Linked DNA regions of Mus musculus: region 1 is linked to region 2. A link is a contact called in public Hi-C data. All regions are on one chromosome and are shown on one strand. Each heading gives the region's core, a stretch centred on a gene start, on an enhancer-like site or on the middle of the called end of the contact. The rest is flanking DNA. Distances are from core to core; before and after follow the strand shown. Region 1 holds the start of Ankib1 (ankyrin repeat and IBR domain containing 1). Region 2 overlaps Ankib1 (ankyrin repeat and IBR domain containing 1).

What was found. Hi-C and Micro-C count contacts between places; a contact is called where the count stands out from the background.
Region 1: a contact with region 2 is called in a Hi-C map of Sertoli cells, with 1.6 times the contacts expected there. The contact joins the promoter of Ankib1 here to the enhancer-like site in region 2. A contact is called at or near these places in 2 of 39 promoter capture datasets (3T3-L1-derived adipocytes and liver), 2 of 484 Hi-C or Micro-C datasets (Sertoli cells and cranial neural crest) and 5 of 115 datasets of contacts at active chromatin or transcription factors (the 230-238 cell line, the SCID.adh cell line, bone marrow-derived dendritic cells and 2 more).

Annotation. Positions count from the first base shown.
Region 1 is chr5:3,801,172-3,804,420 of GRCm38.p6, reverse strand. Ankib1 (ankyrin repeat and IBR domain containing 1) reads left to right here and starts at 1,297. Exons shown (of 20, transcript NM_001289527.1): 1 at 1,297-1,824. Krit1 (KRIT1, ankyrin repeat containing) reads right to left here and starts at 1,256. Exons shown (of 17, transcript NM_030675.3): 1 at 938-1,256.
Region 2 is chr5:3,749,407-3,752,880 of GRCm38.p6, reverse strand. All of the region lies in intron 4 of Ankib1 (ankyrin repeat and IBR domain containing 1), which reads left to right. Among named protein-coding and RNA genes, the nearest start is that of Ankib1, 52 kb to the left of the region's middle. Within about 2 kb of position 2,175, at least 7 of the 459 cell types and tissues checked have an H3K27ac peak or open chromatin away from gene starts, as enhancers often do. A contact at or near this core is called in Sertoli cells, where this site is marked.

The sequences.
Region 1 (3,249 bases), core at 48-2,547, 52 kb before region 2:
CAACATATTCGCAAAAATTCTTTTTTTTTTTATTTTAAGTTTATTTTTAAAAAAGTATTTGTACTGGAGCACTTAAAATAGTCTTCCAATGACATAAAAGGAAACAAAGGTTGAAGCCAGGAAAACAACAAAAGCTACCAGCGATGAAGGTGAAGCTGGTGCAACTGAAACCGACAGGAAGAGAGAACTAGTCAAAAGAATAAAAATAAATAAAGCCATTGCTAATATGCTATATGGCTCACTGCACTGGAGAAATGCTCAGGCATGAATGATATGCTGCCTAAAAAATGAGGACTTATGTAAGTGGAGATGGTTCATAACTTGGAGGGCTGTCTGCGATTTTTTTAAAAAATATGCAGGGATATTGTTGATTTTCATTATGATTGACAAAGGAGAGGCATACAATTTTCACTTAGTGCCCACAGCAGGGGTAATTACTCCTTTGTGGGTCAGTGAGTTTGTTTACAATAAAGACACGCTAAGTTCCCTGAGAGAGCAGGACAGGAATGGAGCTGAAATCTTGAGGTCGGCCAACCACATCAAGGCTTCTGGTGAAGTTACAAAGACCGAGGGGAGGAGAGAGCAGAGAGTGCAAGCCAAAAGGAGACATAAAGGAAGAACTCGGATAGATGGGAGAAGACAGCTACAATCGATAAGCTGTCACTGTCCTGGCAATGACAACACTGCCTGGGAAGTCTTTCCCTTGGCACCACCCACCAGTGCTCCCCTACCGGGAAAAATGCAAAGCTGCTTTTGCTCCAAAAGTTCCCACCCAAGAGACGCCGGTGACTTTTCGGTACCGGCGTGTAAGAAACAACACGCCTTGATGCAGAGCCTCGTGGGCGAGCTTCGGTGCTCCTGCCGTTGGCTCCAGCCGGCGTCTGGCTCTTCTTGCCTTGCTTTCCTTGTTTCCGCCAAGGAAACGGGAAAGACTCACCCGGGCGGGCGGCGGATCCTCTCCCGAGCCGCTACATCCAAGTCAGTGGGTGGGGCGGCAGTCGAAGGATGGCGGAGCCAGCCCGTCACCGTTTTCTCATTCCTTCTGCCTATCTAGGAGGCCCACCCCAACTTCCTGTGGCAGGAAGCCCCTGGATTGTCACCAAAAGCCGCCCCGCGAGTTCGGGTCTCAGGGCACCTGTTCCCCACCGTCCTTCCTCTCCCTCGGCTCCAGGAACCCTTCAGCCTCTCCACCAGCTTCGGGCTCCCAAAGGCCTCAGCTCGCCATCCCACCGCTACCGGCGCCGGGCAATAACTTCCGGGGTTACGCCCCCAAGGCCGCTTCAGGTTTGCGGCTGAAAAAGCTTCCGGGTCGGCCCGCGGGGAGCCGCCGTTCGTGCCGGTCCGTGCCACTTCGCGCGGCGGCCGCAGCTGTCTGGGAGCGGGCGACCGTGAGCTCGCGGGGTTTGGCGGCAGCCGAGCCCGACGCTAGCTATAGCAAGGACGGGGGTCGGGGAAGGGAGGTCGGCCTCCGCGGCTGCGTGCGCACGCGGCACGACCATGCGCTGGACTTGAGCGAGCGGCGGAGGCAGGCGCCACCGCCCCCCTCCTCCATAGCCTGAGAGCGGCGGCGCGCAGCGGGAGAAGATGGGGGGCGCCCGCCCAGTGTGAGCTCGCCGGGCGCGTCGGGCTCGCGCAGCGCTTCCCGCGGGCCTCCAGCGCGCATCCTCCGGCTCCCGCAGCCGCCGCCGCCGGCGGGTGGGTGGGGCGCCGAGTGGACCCGAGAGGTCACCCGCTCGGCGCGAGAGCCAGGTGGCCGCGACAGAGGAAGACCTGCAGATCTGGGGGGAATCGACGCGAGCCCGGTCCCGGCCGGGAGAAGTAACCGTAAGTTTCTGCTTCGCGGCTCGGCTCTGGCCGAGGCAGTCTCGAGCCTGCCTAGTTCACGCCCTTCCGCGTCTCTTGCGAGGGTTGCCCTGTCACCCCTTCTCTCCCCGTCCCCGAAGGAGCACAGCATCCTGTCTGCCCTACGGGGTTTCTCGCGCTCGCGAATTTGCAAGCCTCCCGGTTTCCGCGGCGCGTCCCATCCTCCACACACGTCTACATAGCCTTGTCCCTCTGTCCTCAAAAGATTCGTGCCCTCCTTCATTTTCTGTAGAACCCCGGACCTCACAGTCTCCGCAACCCTTGTTGGGACCTGGAAAGCCTTGGATTCCACTAACTCCGTGGACCTGAAATAGTGAGGAGCGACTAGGTTAAAAGTGCTCTGTAGGACTGTCATGGGTGGGGATAGGTGCAGATGGCACCACTGAACCTTTATTTGTGTTGCTTTTGCCACCCAAACAAAAGAATGAACGCTCCTCTGTACCCTCATTCCTCTACGTATGTGTGAACTGTTCGTACATTGATGTTTGAGTCGGAGGTAATTGAAGCTACAGCTGTAATGAAGCAGGTCTTGAAGAGTTTTTATTCTCACAAGCGTCATTCTTATGGAACGGCATGTTGAAAAATCTTTGGATTGAAAGACCCATTCAGGTTTACTAGTAAATGTGAAGACCAAATGTGAAAACATCTGGAGTTTTAGATAGTGTACTTTGGATGCTGTTAATTTCTTACTGTTTTGATTACTGTTTGACTAGGCTGTTTCTCGTTAAATTTTAGTTTGCATTTTTAGGTTGCTTTTGCAGAACTTTCCAGAAATTAGATTAAAATATAATTTTAATACTGTCAGTGATTAGACAGCTGTCAATGCATTAACTACTTTTTAAGGTACTATTAGAAAGCAAATGATAATTCTAAAAATAATGTTACTCTGTACGGTGTAGGTTCTGTTAATATTCTGTAAACTAAGGTAGTATGGTAACATTGGTGATTTTTTTTTCTTGGAAATTATTTCTTTAGGAACAATAAATATGTTTAGTCACCCCAGCAAGCCGTTTAGCAGTTTATCTTGGGCTGTAACTTTACACTTCACAGTTTAGTTTGAAGCAGACGCAGAAGATGTAGCTCCCACAGTCTGTCTGGAAATGGACTTTCCTTGGCACAGAAGCCCAGCACTGTGCAGACTTGAGGGCATTGTTGAAGGTGTAAAATCAGCTTCTGATGAAGAAGCTCTAAGGGTTTTCCTCAGGGAATGGCTAGCTGCATGGAACAATCTTTTTTGAAAATTCCACTAGTTTCTTTTATCTTTGGGACAAAGAGGAAAGATAGGAACAACATTTCCTACTTAATTTATTTGTTTTCTCAAAGCTCTGAGAATCTTGAGTTTATGCTATGTACGAGTCCTGAAGTCATGTATGCAGTCTTATAAAC
Region 2 (3,474 bases), core at 926-3,425:
AAGGTCCTCCTACAGGGTGGGTGGCCTACAAGGGCAGGAGCTCTCTGTTGGCAACTTGGACACAGGAGCCAGGTGGGGAGTGACAACTGAGGATTGGGTCTGTTGGAAGCTAGTTCATGACAAAGGTCTGTGGGCACGTAGCCTACCTAGTTTTCTGGAAGAGGTGCCATGGTCTTAAATCTTAAAATTCTTAAATTATAATAATATGTATAATTATAATGTAAAAAATATCTCCTTCCTAGCTCTATTTCCCAAATGGTACTAGTTTTTGAAGCTCTCAGTCACATATAAGCAAGACTATAGTCAATTTTTAATGGGAATAAAATCGTATTTTACATTGAGTTTACTGGGTCCATCTATGAAGACCTGGCTGTCCTGGAACTTAGTATATAGATCAAGCTGTCTTTGAACTCCAGAGATCTTTCTGCCTCTGCCCCCAAAGTGCTAGGATTAAAGGTGTGTGCCATCAAATCTGACTCATAAATTTTTTGAAATGTAATAATTTATTGTGCACATTTTTATTTTTACAAAGTTGGGGCATATAGTTTGTATGTTTTGACTGTTTCTCACTGACGAACATATCTGATTTAGATATTTTTTCATTTATTTATTTTATTGGGTGTATGGTGGAAGAGAGAAAATGGATCAAAAGGCTGATTTAGATATTTTTAACCTTTATATTTGAGCTAAGGTTTCCCTTCATTTTATGGTATAGATAGTATATGGCATAGCCTGGAACTTTTGACGCATCTTAATTTAGGACAAATTGTAAGTGCTATTTTAAAAGCAAAATGATTAACAGATCAGATAATCTAAGTGTCATCGTCATTTTTGATTGTTTTTTAATCTGCTTTATCCCGTCTTCCAACAAGATTGTCTGCTTTGACAGGCAGAATTTTAGGTGAGTAGAGGTATGGGTGAGGAATAAAGATAGGCTACCTGCACTCCCGATATTTATATTCTAACAGAGAGACATATGTAAGAATTTGAAAATTAAATGAGCACATAATTTCCACAGAGTGGTTCTTATTCTAAAGAAATAAAAGTGATTTTTTTTTTTGTTACTGGTGATGATTAGGCCTCTGTACAGTGTCTGTCATAATAGGTTATATCCTGCCTGCCTCTGAGTAAGCCAAGGGAAAGTGGCAGTGCCCTGGGTCCCTCGCCCAGCAGGGAACCCACACCCTGCACATGGTCTGGCTAACAGAGCTAAAAGGTTTTCCTTGTAAGAGCAAAGCTTCCAGTCAGGAAGAAGGATAGGATGGCCACGTAAGCAGGAGCGCTAAGTGAGAGAAGAAGCCGGCATGGAGGACTCCTGTGCTAACTCTTCTGCTTTCTTTCCCAAACTAACCTCAGGGTCAGCTGCAGTTGCTATTAAAGGGGTAGGAGCCATCCTTTTTCTCCTCTAAGTGTCTTTCATGTCTTTTTTTTTATTTATTTTTTTTATTAGGTATTTTCCTCGTTTACATTTCCAATGCTATCCCAAAAGTCCCCCATACCCACCCCCCCAATCCCCTACCCACCCACTCCCCCTTTTTAGCCCTGGTGTTCCCCTGTACTGGGGCATATAAAGTTTGTAAGTCCAAAGGGCCTCTCTTCCCAGTGATGTCCGACTAGGCCATCTTTTGATACATATGCAGCTAGAGTCAAGAGCTCCAGGGTACTGGTTAGTTCATAATGTTGTTCCACCTATAGGGTTGCAGTTCCCCTTAGTTCCTTGGCTACTTTCTCTAGCTCTTCCATTGGGGGCCGTGTGACCCATCCACTAGCTGACTGTGAGCATCCACTTCTGTGTTTGCTAGTGTCTTTCATATCTTGAGAATGTGTGTGTGTGTGCGTGTGTGCGTGTGCACGCGCACACACACCCAAGCACAAGAACGTCAAAGGACAAATTTTCTCCTTGGATTGGTAGACCAAACTCAGGTCATGACGCCTGTGCACAAATGCTTCACCCAGCTGAGAAATCTCTTTTTTACAATGAACTTTTTTACTCTTTTTTTTTTTTTTGAAGGTTATTGCTGGCTTATAATCTGAAAATAGTAACAGCTTATCTTTGCAACAAAAAAGAGACAGGCACCTTCATTTTTATTTTTGCCACAGAAGGGAAAGCTAGTGTGCACTTGAGACTGAGCAGTGTATTGAAATGTTTCACATGACCTAATTACTGCTCTGCTGCAGTTTTGCCAAGAATGTGTTATGTGCTCATGAAGTGTACTAGCTACTTTTGTGTCAACTTGACACAGCTGGAGTTATCACAGAAAAAGGAGCTTCATTTGAGGAAATGCCTCCATGAGATCCAACTGTAAGGCATTTTCTCAATTAGTGATTAAGGGGGAAAGGCCCCTTGTGGGTGGGACCATCTCTGGGCTGGCAGTCTTGGTTCTATAAGAGAGCAGGCTGAGCAAGCCAGGAGAAGCAAGCCAGTAAAGAACATCCCTCCATGGCCTCTGCATCAGCTCCTGCTCCCTGACCTGCTTGAGTTCCAGTCCTGACTTCCTTTGGTGATGAACAGCAGTATAGAAGTGTAAGCCGAATAAACCCTTTTCTCCCCAACTTGCTTCTTGGTCATGATGTTTGTGCAGGAATAGGAATAATGACTAAGACAAATTGGTACCAGCATAGTGGGGTATTCCTGTGACAACCTGACCATGTTTTGGGGAGGACTGTGGAAGGACTTTGGAACTTTGGGCCAGAAGATCCATTCAGCGTTAAGAGCTCTGTGGAATGTTGTGTAGGAGCTTGGAAGATAATGTTGAGAAGAGTGCAGAAGATGGAGGCCTGGCTTGTGAAATTTCAGAGGGAAAATTAAAGACTCTTTTCAGGGCCATTGCTATTTTGATTGTGAAAATTCTGTAGTTCTGGTTAGCTGGGGCTGAAGAATCAGCTGTGATTAACAAGATACCAGAACTTCTAAAGCAAAAACTTTGCATTACTGGGACTATTGATGCTGGTTAGCTGGAGCTAAGAAATTAGCAGTGATTGAGAAGAGAACAGCATCATTGAGGTGACATCTTCTGGGAAGTGTTTTTTGAGAGCACAGAGGCTGTGTTCCAGAGATAGCCACGGTTGTACCTTGTGCTGTGGATGGACTTGGTAATGTGTAAGAGTCACCCAGGTGGTACTGGTTTTGAAGGCATGAAGGGGTCATGCAGAGCAGCTGAGGCTCGGCACTGTGAGAGGCCATGGAAGGCCATTGGTGAAAGTGCAGCCTCAGTGATAGCCCAGGAAGGGGTCATGCAGTGTTTTGAAGATGCCAGTACCATGAGATGACCGACCACCAAGAGCAGCAGCAACAGTGGAGTACAGGCATCTGGAGCCTAGAGGACGACGAGTGTGCTACAAAGGGCATGGCTGGAGAAGTGACCCAAGCCCTTGGAGGAGCCCAGAAGATCGTGAGTTGGATCTCAGATATTGGATGGTTGGAGATTGATTTTTGCTTTTGATTGTGACTGTGCCCTGATATTTTTCCTCTTG